Linked DNA regions of Nomascus leucogenys: region 2 is linked to region 1. Evidence: chromatin contacts called from public Hi-C data. All regions are on one chromosome and are shown on one strand. Each heading gives the region's core, a stretch centred on a gene start, on an enhancer-like site or on the middle of the called end of the contact. The rest is flanking DNA. Distances are from core to core; before and after follow the strand shown.

Region 1 (7,103 bases), core at 1,946-4,445:
TCAAACCACTACTGTATGGGGCTGGGAGAGGACGGAACACCGGCCAGGAGGGGGTTCCAGCTTTGCTGAGTCATTCTCACCCCTCAACTGTACTGTGCAGTCCTAGTCCTGTACTACTGACATTGGTATCCGTATCTAATAGGCCCTGAGAGGATACCCCAAAGCAGAAACAGACAGGCCTCAGTTATCTCCCCATAGCATGCTCTGGGTATATAATCCCAACCTCCCTGCATCTTGAACACTACCTCTACTCTTGTCTGTGGCCTTAGGCTGAGGCTTACCATCTGTGACATGCTCCCCTTCATAGTTCCAGGAAGGGGAACTATGTTAAGGAGGGATGGGTAGGTAACTTACGCCTACAATCCTCGATACTGAGTTAGAATTAAGGACCTACAAATGATTGTCAACCTCTTTATTTTTTGCCAAATAAGTCATCCAAACACAGACTTATCCATCTGATTGTAATTATAAATAACCGAACACGGAGCTAATTATGGGCCGGGTATTATCAACTAACTAACCAATCATTTATTTATTTATTTATCCAGCAGTTGGTCTGGGACCTCAAGCAAATCCCAATCCAGCAGGGGACATCTACCATGGCCACAAGGCACACGTGCCCTGAGACGGTCTACTGCCCAGGCAAAGTAGTCTGAGAGATCAGAGAAGGGGTAGGAGCAGCATGGAAGGCTCTACCAAAAGGGAGAGTGTTTAAGAGGAATTCCCATTGGGTAGTGACACCAGAAGAGGCCTGGCAGGAGGGAGGAACAATATACAAAATGTATCCCTTTCTCCTCTTTGATCCCCTTATTCTCCTCTTCCTCCTGTACACAGAGCTGGAAATAGAAGTTCAAAATACAAGAATGTCTTCACTGCTGTCTCCTGCTTCCCTGGATAGATGCATACTTATTCTTGCCTTGAGGGAGAACAAAAAGGGAACACACAATTTAATATGTAGAACTTCATACCAGGCACTGAGTTGAAAGCTTTACAGGCATAATCTCTTGTAATCCTGATCACAATCTAATGAGATATATAGTATCATCTGCACTCTACAGATACAAGTGAGACTCAGAAACAGCTTAATTTGTCTACAGTCACATTAAGTTGCATGCTTTGGACGGAAAGACCGAAGGGCTTGTCTGATTCTAAAGCCTGTGTTATTCCCATTCCACTAGATTGCTCCCACTGAGCCCCCATCCACAGGAAGAATGGTCCTGGCTTTGCTGACATGCCATATGACCTAGGTTTTAAACCATGTGACCACAAAAGGTACTCCAGGCCCAAACACGTGATCATGATAATCATCATCAATACCTGTGGAGTACTTACATCCCAGGAACTGCACTAAGCCTTCTGCCATGAGATAGTGATGATATATGTTGTGACCATTTCACATATGAGGAAACCAAAGCTTGGTGTCTGGTCTCGCTCAAGCCTGGAAATGGCAGAGGTAGGATGAATATGTGCAAGACCAGAGCTGATCTCATAATCTTGGTCCAGAACAGCTTCAAAACTGGGCATGCCCTGTTATCTGCCTGGAGGTCAGTTTCTTCCTCTACCTCCTAACACTGATCCTTTGAGCATAAACTCACAGGGCCTAGCTGAAGGCATATCTCAAGTCCAAGAGCCAATCAGCACTTGCTGTGAGCTCTGGGGATGGCCCCCGCCCCCTTCCTACGCCTTAAGAGTTGGCTCTTCACAGTGATAATGTGGCAAGATTAGTCACTGCTTGCTGTTGGTTGATTATAGCTATTCTTTTCTGTAAATGAAGTTTAAAAGTCATCAAAGGGTTTGTCAGCTGTGACTTACGAGCCTCTTTCCCACAGGGAAGTCAGGCAGTGACAAATGCCCGTCTTGTTTTGCCATCCATTACAAGTTGGAAGGCACCATGTTCCAATTACTGGAAACCCCGATGGAGCTCAAGGAAAACCCTGCTCCAGGCTATGGCCATTACTCAGGCCTGGCAGGGCTGCCATAGGCCCAGGCCCAACTGGGTAGGAATGGAATAAGAGTGTTCTTCTGATTTTGTGAGCAGGCCCCTTCTACCCTTTAACTTGCGTTATCCCTGATGGTTTATCCTAGACACATTTCACAGACAAAAACATGGGTACCATGTGGGCTGTCTGAAAGTATGCAGGATCAAGACTGCTTACGACAGGCAGACATAAGCAAATAAGGTCATGCTGTCCTATGAACTAGGTAGGAAATATGATGTTGAGGAAGGGTGGAGAAGGCAGAGAATAAAGTATGTAGGATGCTCAGAGAAAGTAGAGAGTAAAAGGAGGCTTACAGATCCTCTAGAGTAACCAATGGCCTCAGTACTGAATACTCACTATATGTCAGGCCTATCTAGCTAGATGCTGTGGAACCAGAGATGAATAAAGTCCCTGGTTCCTAGGATATGCCACATGATCTAGGGAATAAAAACCTATGTCATGTGGCATATCCTTGAGGGTGAATAAGAAAAAATTAAGTCTCAGAGAAAGGGACTTGCCCAAGGTAACAAAGTAAGTTAGGGACAGTGATAGAAAAAGAAAGCAGATCTCTACCATTTGTGATACAGAGAAAGTACAGTGACAAGTGAGCCCTCATGTGGAACAGGCTCCTTACACAGAACATGCCACAAAACTCCCATTCAAATCCTACCTACTTGCTTACTTACCACACCTTTGACCTCTGGCAAGTCCTATAACCTAGTCAAAGTTTCAGAAAACTTACTACAGAATTGTGGAGAAGATTAAATAATACACATACAGTGCACAGCAGTAGGCAAATCTTAAGTACTCAAAATATTATTTACCATCAAATAATCCCCAAAACAGTACTCTGAGGCAGGTATTATTAATCTCATAATCAAAAGACTGAGGTTATTTTTCACACTGTCACACTAACTTAATAAGTCAGTACTTCTCAAAACTATTTGTGGTGAAGAACCAGTTTTTTTCTTTTGTTTTGCTTTTTAAACTTCACTTTGAATAACACAGCTCTAAGCCACTCTTGCCCAACCATGAACTTCTATGAAACCAAAGCAAAGAAAACATGAAGTTTACTTCATTTCTTTCCAAGTCCTTGAGCCTGATTGTTTTTAGACATTGGTGTCAGACTAATTTACAAAAACTATCCAATTTTTTTCCTTTTCTTGTCTCTCTCTTAAGAGAGAAGGGGATAGGCAGACTAAGGACTTGCCACCAAACACTTCTAGTGGTGATTTATCTTGGTCTCTGCTCTATGTCATGCTACATCCTGCAAGAGAAGACAATCTAGGCTTAATGGGGGACTGGAACCACTTTCCTGGAGCCTGGGGGTATATTCCTGAAGAGTCTGGTATTCCAGACCCTCTCTCCATACTTTGACGAACACCAGGAAACCAGACAGGAAGGTGAAAGGGAGAAGAAAACGTTTTCTCATTTTCTGTCTTGTATCATGGCTGTTTACAAACCAGTCTTCTCTCTCCATCTAGGGAGTTGAGAGGAATGGACAACAGATTCATTCCTGAATGCTACTGTACTTACCTAAGACTATGACTGGGCAAATTGAGTAGCTCTTAACCAGTGTTCAAAGGCACAATACTGCACCCTCAATCTTCCATGTGCGCGGTCAAATTTTCATCAGTGTACAAAACTGCTTTTTGCTTTGAGCTTATGTAGTGTTATCTTTCAGCATAACTCAGAGCTGAGTGGGTCATATGACACAGTGTAGAGAGAGGTAAAGCTTGCTGTGTGTAGGAGTTAAATACATGGCTTGACATCAAGCAGGAGCCAAAGCCTGAATCCTTCCTCCTGTGTGATAGGACATGGAATGTCGTCAGGAGAGAACTGAAACCAAATGCCTTCACTCTGTTACTGAACTGGCTATGACATGACCTTTGCGAAGTGTCTATCTTACCTGTAAGATGGAGATAGCAATACATATCTCTAGGGTTGTCAGAGGATAAAATAATTCACGTAAGCATTCAGAACAGTGTCCAGCACATCAGACAGCAGGCGAATCTATTAGCTCCTGCTGCTACAGGTTGAGTATTCCTTATCCAAATGCTTGGGACAAGAAGTATTTCAGATTATAGATTTTGGAATATCTGCAGATACTTAACTGGCTGAGCATCCCTAATCTGAAATGCTCCAATGAGCATTTCCTTTGAATGTGATGTTGGCACTCAGAAAGTTTCCAATTTTGGAGAATTTTGGATTTTCAACTTATGGATGCTCAACCTCAATTATTATTGTTGTTGTTGGAACCTGCAGTAACTTCCATGTGAGTACAAAAGAGAAGGTGGTCAGTTCTAATGGAATATTAACCTAGAGCTGAACTGTGATCAAGGAAAAAAAATACTATCACGGTGGATGCAATAAAGTCTCTTCAAGTGTGTCACCAAAACTCTAGTATTTGGAAATGTGCCTTGAACATAAAAGGAAAGACAAGAGTAGGTACTTACTAAGTGCTGAATGAATAAATAAATGAGCATCTGGAACAATGCAGCTGCCAGAGCTCATAAGGAATACAACTTGAGAAATTAGGTGGAAGACGATGCTAAGCAAAGGTTCCCACCAAGGCCTCCTTGTGCTCTGAGGACCCGCTAGAGCAGATTGGGCTCCCCTGCTGGGCAACAGGGTCCCAGGGGCTGGTATTTCAAGAAGCCCCCAGTTGCTCACTATTCGGTATCTCTGATGGAACTCCTACATTCCGTGGCTGCTGTATTCTGAGTAAGAGTGCAGAAGGCTGTGCCATGGTAGTGCATCCTGTCCTCAACTCCCAACCTGTATGAGAGGGAGGCTTAACTCCTACCACAACAGGCATAGCTCTAAGTTAAAATAGTAATGGGGGCTTATTAGCTTTGGAGTCCTCCTTGCCTGTAGAGCGCTGGGGCCTGAATCCCGTGTCTACTAGCTGTATGACCTGGAAAGGCACTTGACTTCTCTGAGGTTCATAGTTCCCCACCTGTAAAACGGGGATAAAAATCCTTGTAACACAGGTTGTGGTGAGGTTTCAAAGGAGATAACATGCTCTGTTACCTGAGATGTGCCACATAAGCATAGACAGGAATATTCACAGGACGGATAGCTGCTGCAGGTCTTCCTAGACAGAGGCACCCAAGCAGGAAGCCAGTAGGCTGGAAGCAAGGGCTGGATGGTGCACAACTCAGCACTCCAGCCAAGTGCTGTGTCCCTCAGGTATCAGGGCAGTTGATTAAAATCCTTTCATGCAGAATCAGTATTTTCCTCATTACAACAATCCTTCTCCTTGAACACACTGAATGGCACCCCTCAAAGCCCCAAAGGCTTGACCCTATAAGACAGCATATGCATCAACATGTATTTTAAATTTCTCACATTCAGACAGGGGAAGGAAGGAAGAGGTGACTTCTCTCCAGGGTGCTGATCCAAACATAACTTACGGCTCTAAGCATCATTTCCCACAGTGCCACGTTTGGTCTAAAGGGGACCACTGAGAATGATGCCACAGTCACAGCCACTCTGCCTTTGTCTCCCTGGTAACAACGTTAACTCCACAAACATTAATAAGCATCTGCCTCCTGTGTAATCAATCAAGTGTGCCCCTGCCACCTCCTGTTTAAAATCCTTCAAGGGCTTCCCACCATAAAGAATCAAGTTCAAATCCTTTAATGTGGCTTACAAGCCTCTTCACGAGTTAAGGCTACCAAATCTATACACAACAATCCTCTGAGTGGTTATATGTCATTCACTTTATAAATGAGTAAACCCTAGTGGGTTTAAATCCAGGATCAGCACTTACTAGCTGTGTGACCTTGGACATCTCATTAAACTCCTTGAGCCAATGTTCTCTATTAGGCAAACCCTAGTGCAGAGAGTAAACCCTAGCGCAGAAAACATGCCCAAGGTCAGAGAGTGAACATGTCAATGTGAAATGGGTTCTTCCAAAGGGATGAGTATCATACTCCAAAGGATAGACTCAAGTTCAAAATCACCTTTTCTTAGATTAGTCATTGAGAGGTAAGTATGGGGATAGGGCATTGTATGGTTCAGGTGAACCCTTCCTTTCAGAGCAGCTTAGACACTGTCCCTTGTTTGAGGCTGCCACCCTGACCCCTCTCTCACTCCCACAGCAGCAGCATCATTAATAAACTTGGTGTAATGAACAAAATGTTCATTAGCATGTAATATGGTATACATATGCATGCTTATGTCCAAGAGGCCCTGCTACCATAAGCCAAGCATCAAACAAAAGCTAACCAATGAACCACTGCAACTTCACAAAAAACAGCCCTCAAAACGACAGGTATAACACACCCAATGCCCAGTGAACTTCTAAACTAATCAATTCAACTGATCATGATAGAAGCAGCTTTGGTATCTATGGTCTTTCCCCCTTCTCATTGTCTTAGAAAGAATTAACCCTTCCTGGCCCCCTTCCCCTCAAAAAAGGAGGTGCTACACTAAACAAGCTTCTACACTGCAACTGGTTAAAAGAAAAAAAAAGTTTCTCCAAAACTGTAATAGGCGTCTCAGCTGCAGGAGAAAGGGCATGGCTTTGGACAGAGACAGAACAAGGTTTAAATCCAGGATCAGCCACTTACTAGCTGTGTGACCTTGGATATCTCATTAAACTCCTTGAGCCAATGTTCTCTATTAGGCATATACGTTTCCCCCACATACTGTTATTCACCACACCCTCCTCATTTGGCCTCAATATTTTTAGAATGTAGCCCCCCTCTCTCCATTCCTATTACCATTCTTTAAATAGTCCTCTACTGTCGCCAGAGTAATATTACCATATCATTTCTTTGTTTAAAACAGGTTAAGATCAGAGTTTTTTTTTTTTTTTTTGAGATGGAGTCTCACTCTGTCGCCCAGGCTGGAGTGCAGTGGTGCCATCTCGGCTCACTGTAAGCTCCGCCTCCCAGGTTCACACCATTCTCCTCCCTCAGCCTCCAGAGTAGCTGGGACTACAGGCGCCCGCCACCATGCCCAGCTAATTTTTTGTATTTTCAGTAGAGACAGGGTTTCACCGTGTTAGCCAGGATGGTCTCCATCTCCTGACCTCGTGATCCGCCTGCCTTGGCCTCCCAAAGTGCTGGGATTATAGGCGTGAGCCACCACACCTGGCTGGTTTATTTTAAAATT
Region 2 (7,103 bases), core at 2,066-4,565, 210 kb after region 1:
GATCGAGACCATCCTGACTAACATAGTGAAACCCTGTCTCTACTAAAAATACAAAAATCAGCCAGGCATGGTGGTGGGCGCCTGTTGTCCCAGCTACTCGGGAGGCTGAGGCAGGAGAATGGCATGAACCCGGGAGGCAGAGCTTCCAGTGAGCCGAGATCGCGCCACTGAACTCCAGCTTGGGTGACAGAGTGAGACTCCATCTCCAGAAAAAAAAAAGTCCACTGGGTCTCCCACACCAGTGATACCCAGAGGCCACACCAACTGCAGGCCGAGGGGGTGGAAGCTGGCAGCAAGCACTGCCACTAGATTTGTCTTGAGGTGAAAGAACTTCTGAGACTAGCCAGACCCAAACTCCACAAAAGTGAGGAATTTTTAAGCCACTGTCTTCAAGTCCCTCCCAGTTCTAAGTGTGGCAGGCCTGGGATGATGCAATGAGGGGTGAGGGACAGGGCATGAGCCGCTCCACACAGACAGGACCTCAGGACTGATCTGCTCCCGTCCCCTTGCTTTCCAGGTGAGAACAGGAGCCCCAGGGAGGGTAGGCAACTTGCCCCAGGGCGCCCGGTGAGCAATGATGGTGTCTCATTATGAACTCAGGTTGGTTTTACTTTAAAGGGTTTGGGAGTGAGCACAGGGGGACAGGGGTGTCCTCTCAATACTGCAAATTTGCATGCAAAATTAAGGATAAATATGTAGAGATCTACCTTTCTGAAGAGGGTCCACAGCATGCATCACACTCTCGTGGGGATACAAGACCAAAGAAAAGGGGACAGAGTGGAAGGGGCTGGGCCAGAGTCATATGTTGAGTCTCAGCAGTCCTGAGGTGACCTCTGTGTCCTAGATTCTCAGTCACCGCCTGACACTTCCTCCCCTTGGGAAAAGCCATTTCTTCAATGTTCCCGATGAGCCTTGTCTGATGGGAGCACCATGGCTTCCAACGGTAAGGCTCCTGCTGGCACTGCCCATGGACACTGGCAGAGAAGAAACAGGGAAGACCCTAGAGTGCCCAAGAACCAACTCACCCTGAACTGTACCCAGAGAGTCCCCAGGCAAGGTGAGGGCCAATCTAGAACTTGAACAGACTTCTAGTGAGACAAGCTCTGCTCTTTGGTTCAAACTGTTGACACATGTCATGGTTAAGTCTTCCATGTTTCCAGACTCCACTGTACACCTTGCTGGTCTGGAAAGGGTCAGCTCCCGAGGCAAATGATAGATTAAACACAACAGCAAAGTATGAAAATTAATCGAGATATTTAATAGACAGTGCAAACCATAATTTCATCTGAATATAAATGTATGCACATGTTTCCAATGAGTTATCTATCAGTTATCACAAACAGCAACAAGGACCTTATAGCTATGTTAGAAAACTGTATAGCTGGAACTTAATTCTAACAATCTCACTTGCTCTCAAGAGAACACCATCCATTTCAAATCAATGTCACAAACTCCAGAAGAACAGGGGAGCAAGGGGGTGAGGAGTGGGCCAGGGTGGTAAACACAGGGCCAATACACAGGTGATGGACAGAAACACAGCTCTGGAGGAAATCAAAATCAGATGCATTATTACAGCTAAGGGCAAGGAAAAGCCTATGGCTTTTGAAAAATGACTTTTCTGCCAGTACCATACAAGTACACAAAGAGATGTGCGGCAAGTCAACTGACTTACAAGGACAGAGGCTACATTTCAGGTCATTTCAACTGCAACCGGTCGACTCTTTCCATTGAGGATTCAGCAGTGGAGTCAGTGTAGTCCAGAAGCTCAATGTTGGATTTGCAAATACAGTTTATTTTACAGAAATTCAACATTATAAACAGCAGGCACTTCCCACCCCGCCCGCCCCCCTCCCTCCCCCCCGTCCCCCCAGGTGCAGACCATGCTATGCAGAGAGTGAGCAGCAACGCGGCCCTACTGCTTTGGAGTGAGAGTCGAGAGTGATGGAACCTGCCTGCACCACATCCTGCCTGCCCCGCACACGCACACGCCTGCTCGCTGCGCAGGCCACCACAGTCTGTCTGGGCCCAGCCCGCGCTGGACCCGTTACATGGATCCAGCCCAGTTCTCCAATTCCTTCATGTCGTCATCCTCCTCTTCTTTCTTCTTGGCTGTGTGAAGACAGAAAAGGCTATTTAGGATGACTGGTGCGTTCAACATGTTCTGGCCAGAAACAAGGGCTGCCTGTGCTCCATGGTGTCTGTCAAACAGCCCTGCCCTGTGGCCAGCCTCCTCTCCAGGCTGTAGGCAGACTGCTCCTTGGTGCCTAAAAGCTGCAACATACAACTCTGGAAAACCAGGCACAGTTTGGCAGCACCCACCTTCCGCCTCCAGCAGGCCCAGACAAAACAAGGATTCTATACAGAGGCCCTCAGGATTCCCACGAGGCTTCAGTCCCAGAGCCTGCAAGGTGGGAGGAGAGTGGGAAGAACCCCACAAGAGATCTAATCCTTGCCAACCCCCAACTCCACCTCAAGTGGCTTGACCCATGGCCACACAGCTCCAGGAGGCTTGCTGGATGGCCTCTGCCTACACAGGACTCCAGGCAGCTGACTTTACTTGAGGGAGCCATTTCCTCTTTATACACGGGAGAGGGAGGTGACCACAGCTGGTCATGCACTGCCCCCAGGGTTCTCTCTCATGCCACATCAAATTGCCTCGCTTTTTCTAGAAGTTCTGTGTGGATTACTTCTACCTGGGGGTGAAATATTGTGCAAGGGGATGGGGGAAGGGAAGAAATGAAGGGAGGAAATGAAGGTTTTATAGAATCAGGTCTCTAAAGGAGTCAAAGCTGTTTCCTTCCCCCAGAGGCTGTCTCTAGGGGCCGGGGCTTTTGCAGGTGTGCACAGCACAGGATGCTAGAGAAGGGGAAAGAGCTGTCCTGGACTCACACTCTCACACATTCTCACAGTGCCTGGAACTTTCTCTTCTTTAGTGAAATAGGAAAAATCATTCTAGAAAAGAGGCTCTCAACTGGGGGTGATCCTCCCAACCCCTACCAAGGGACATTTGGCCATGTCTAAAGATATTTTTGGTTGACATAACTCAGGGCAGTTTCTACTGGCATCTAGCAGAGGCCAGGGATGGTGCTGAACATCCACAGTGCACCGGACAACTCTGCCCCCACCCTCCATCTCTCGGCCCAGAGAGGTATCTGGCCATGTCCATAGCGTCAAGAAACCCTGTTCCAGAGAGAAACCAGAAAAAGCCAGGTGACACGGCCTCTGTGGCCACTACAATGGATCCTGTCTGGTTCTCAATCTTGGGCAAGCTCAGGACACAAACCAAAGCCAACCGACCACAAGATCACCCGCCACATGACCTCATGGGTGTATCATGACTCTAGAAGCACTCACCGGGTTTTGATGGTAGGGCTATAGAGGGAACATTTGGTAGAGGGACTGTTTCAGGTCCACTGATTTCCAGCAAATTCTTGTCTAGTTCCTCCTGTTCTAGTTCTTCTAATTCCGCCATGAGCTCATCCTAGTAAAAGGAAACACAAAGTGAGTGCCCTCCCTGGGAATCCCAGCCCCCACGGTCATGCCTCCTACCTAATGCTCATGGAGACACACACCCCTCTGAGAAAGTCTGCGGGGAGGTGAACTCCAGGTTCCAGACCCTGTGATTCAAATATCCTAAAGCAGCTTCTACTGGGGAACGTATCACTGCTGCACATGACTGATGTAGACCTCTGGTGTCCTGCACTAGACCGTGAGCATCTGGGAGAGGGGATTGTTTCTTTGCTTTCCTATTTCTTTGGCTCAGAGCTGGGCACACAAGTGAATGCTCAGAAATGTTTGCTGATTTGAAATGAACTTGACTCATCCATTAAACTCCAGTGTAAAAACACGAAAACCCTGGTGTTGAGAGCCAAAGGTAAGAGCTGCAGGCTGTTTTCTTGGTTATACAGCAGGGGTCAGAAGGCACAAAGAAAGGTCCAGCAGAAAGGACCTGACCTCCAGGAGACACAAATCTAGCACACAGTGAAGTACCTTCAACAGGGGCTGGTACCGTATTTTAAAAACCTAAGAGACTCAAGGTCCCAAATTGCTACAGCAGAAACTGGCAGGTGGCCGAGATCCAGACAGATACCCCAGGTCAGGGGTAAGTGCCCCCTCCTTGCTCTACCTTTCCCTCATGCTGGAGCTGTCTCAGGGCAAATCCTGTGAACTTCTCCAGGGCATAGTCATCTCTGCTGCCCAGCTCTGTGCCAGGGCCCACCCTGGAAAGGTGCAGGCTAGCTACTTGTTCAAATCAGTTAGTGACCTGAAGCCTGCTGTAGGGTCCTGATGAATGTTCCTTTACTCTACCTAAGCTTCTACCCCAAATAGGGAAAGTGTCCCTCAAAATGTAGAATTCAGGGAGGGTTAACACCATGCCCTGTCTCTGTCCAACTCCAAATGCTCCCTGCCTGAGAGCCTTCAAGAGCACATCAAGGGACAGCCTCAGGGTGTCATTTGTGAAGCTTATGGGATCTGTACAAAACTACTCACCTCGTCAAACTCTTCTCCAAACCCTACAGGTTTTGAAATTGCTGTTGAAATCTCCTCCGCAAGTTCTTGCTGGTCAGCAATGTCCTGCATTAACTCATCAACTTTATCGATGTCCCTTTAAATAAAATGGACAGGTATCATATCGATTGATTAGGCTGTGTAAAGAAGGCCTGAAAGGCAAGGCAGGAGCAGAAACTGGGCCCCACACAATCAGCTTCCCAGCCACACCCCCTGCAATGACTCCCTGTGAGGGGTTACTTGGCATTACTGCCTCCTCCCCTTTAAAATAGAGAATCATAGACTCAAGGGGATGGGAATGTCTTTAAGACACTACCCAGTCCAACACCCTATAGGTGGCACTATCAAGGTCCTACATGCAAATTAGTAAAGGTATCAGATAAGACTGCAGGGCTTTAACTCCTGGGCCAATAGCTCTTTTTCAAGTCCAAGGGTAACTCTGTACAGGGGGAAGTAAAAGCACAAATCACAGAAGACAGCCATGCCGTCTAATGGGCCTTCCATCTACTCAGTCCACCTATGGATCCTCTAGGACCCCAAAGGAAAGGCAAATTCTGCAAATATGCAGAATTTTCTTCTACACACTGACAATCACATAAACCTTTATTTACTCAAGCCAATATATACACATATACGTCAACATTTGCACAGTATTTAATGAGCTGCACTCTGCTAGGTTTCTAGGAGAACACAGAAATGAGGCATATATGGTTCTCATTCAAGCAGCTTGGTCCAATGAACATCCACCCTCAGACAAAACCTCATTTATTTGAAAGCTACTTCTCCTGCAACCTCACATTTCTAAAGCAAGATCAGCAAGCTTTTTCTGCAAAGGGCCAGATAGTAAATACTTTAGAATTTACGGCCAGACAGTCTCTGTTGCAAATACTTAACCCTGCTGCGTAGCACAAAAGCTGCCAGAGACAATAAGTAAATTAAGGGGCATGAGTGTATTTCAATAAAACTTTTAAGGCCAGGCAGTGACTCACACCTGTAATCCCAAAACTTTGAGAGGCCCAGGAGGGAGGTTCACTTGAGGCCAGGAGTTCGAGACCAGTCTGGGCAACACAGTGAGACCCCATCCCTACAAAAAATTTTAAAAATTAGCCAGGCATGATGTCACACACCTGTAGTCCTAGCTAGTCAGGAGGCTGAAGTGGGAGGATGGCTTGAGCCCAGGATTTTGAGGGTGCAGTGAGCTAGGATTGGGCCACAGCATTCCAGCCCAGGGGACAGACACAGCAAGACCTTGTCTCAAATAATAATAAAACTTTATTTACAAAAATAGATGGCAAGCCCAGAGGGTGCATTTTCCCACCCATTGGACAGCACAGCTGAGTACCCAAAAGGAAGCAAAAAAGGCTCCTAGCACCCCCAAATATATGCTGCCAAATCTAAGCACTACGACAAATGCAGATTTTCTAACTTTTTTTTTTTTTTATTGAGATGGAGTCTCATTCCGTCGCCCAGGCTGGAGTGCAGTGGCGCAATTTTGGCTCACTGCAACTTCCGCTTCCTGGGTTCAAACGATTCTCCTGCCTCAGCCTCCAGTAGCTGGGATTACAGGTGCATGCCATGACACCCAGCTAATTTTTGTATTTTTAGTAGAGATGGGGTTTCAACTATGTTGGCCAGGCTGGTCTCGAACTCCTGACCTCAGGTGATCTGCCTGCCTCAGCCTCCCAAAGTGCTGGAATTACAGGCATGCGCCACCTCGCCCAGCCCAAATGCAGATTGTATTCATGAGAGAGGCCTTCATTTGGAGCCTCCTTACCTTGGCCTTTAGTTACAACTGTAACAAGCTTGGTTATCTAGTTTCTTAGGCCACGGCCATGAGAGGTAGCCATGTAGGGGAAGAAGGACTGCTGAGGGCAAGATCACTGTCAATATGACAGCTACAGCCAGAGAGCAAGGGAGGAGGCAGAAAACGCCATCAAAAGCAGACATAGGAACAGACAGATCCAAAGCTCTTGGATGAACCACACATTTCAGGGCCCCTGACAGCATCAGGGAAAAATCATGGGCACCGATTGTAATCCCAGTTCTAGCCAAGCTCCCATGTCACACAGGGCAAATCAGCTTCCCTCTCTGGGACACAGCTTCCCCACCTTCACATTCACAGGTCTGGACAAAAGGACCTTCTAAAGGCCTTTCCAGCTTGAAACTATGCTCATCACAATAACCCTGAATTACTCAGAAAGTATTTTTGCATCCCATGAGATCTACTTCCAAAGGCACATCATCCATTTTCGGAGTTCCAAAAAAGAATAAGAATTAAAACAAACTTAGGTGCTCGAATAGGTAAGTCAAGGGATCCGTCTGCCCAAAGCCATGGCCTGGGTACGAGGCATTCTGGGACTAGCACTGAACTGTGGCGCAGGGGCGGGTGGACACGTACATGTTGTCATGGGCCGCCTTCATGGCCTTGGCGGCATAGCCCATGTTCTTGAGCACCTCGGTGTTGGTGTTGGCATTCTCCAGGGCCTCCCGCTGGAACTCGATGGTTGATAATGTGCCGTCGATCTGCGCCAGCTGCTTCTCATACCTCTTCTTACGCTTCAGTGCCTGGAGGGCCGCTACGTGAGGGGGAAAAC

Evidence for each region. A called contact is a pair of places that touch in the nucleus more often than the background predicts.
Region 2: a contact with region 1 is called in a Hi-C map of a lymphoblastoid cell line, with 4 times the contacts expected there. The contact joins two enhancer-like sites. A contact is called at or near these places in 2 of 4 Hi-C or Micro-C datasets (a lymphoblastoid cell line and an unstated tissue).

The regions. Positions count from the first base shown.
Region 1 is chr13:29,869,161-29,876,263 of Asia_NLE_v1, forward strand. The region is part of intron 2 of RALY (RNA-binding protein Raly); the gene reads right to left. Among named protein-coding and RNA genes, the nearest start is that of EIF2S2, 52 kb to the left of the region's middle. Within about 2 kb of position 3,196, the one cell type or tissue checked has an H3K27ac peak away from gene starts, as active enhancers do. A contact at or near this core is called in a lymphoblastoid cell line, where this site is marked.
Region 2 is chr13:30,081,581-30,088,683 of Asia_NLE_v1, forward strand. It overlaps CHMP4B (charged multivesicular body protein 4b), which reads right to left. Exons shown (of 5, transcript XM_003273540.3): 2 at 6,908-7,085; 3 at 4,492-4,606; 4 at 3,355-3,481; 5 at 1,236-2,109. The coding sequence ends at 2,045. Among named protein-coding and RNA genes, the nearest start is that of CHMP4B, 41 kb to the right of the region's middle. Within about 2 kb of position 3,316, the one cell type or tissue checked has an H3K27ac peak away from gene starts, as active enhancers do. A contact at or near this core is called in a lymphoblastoid cell line, where this site is marked.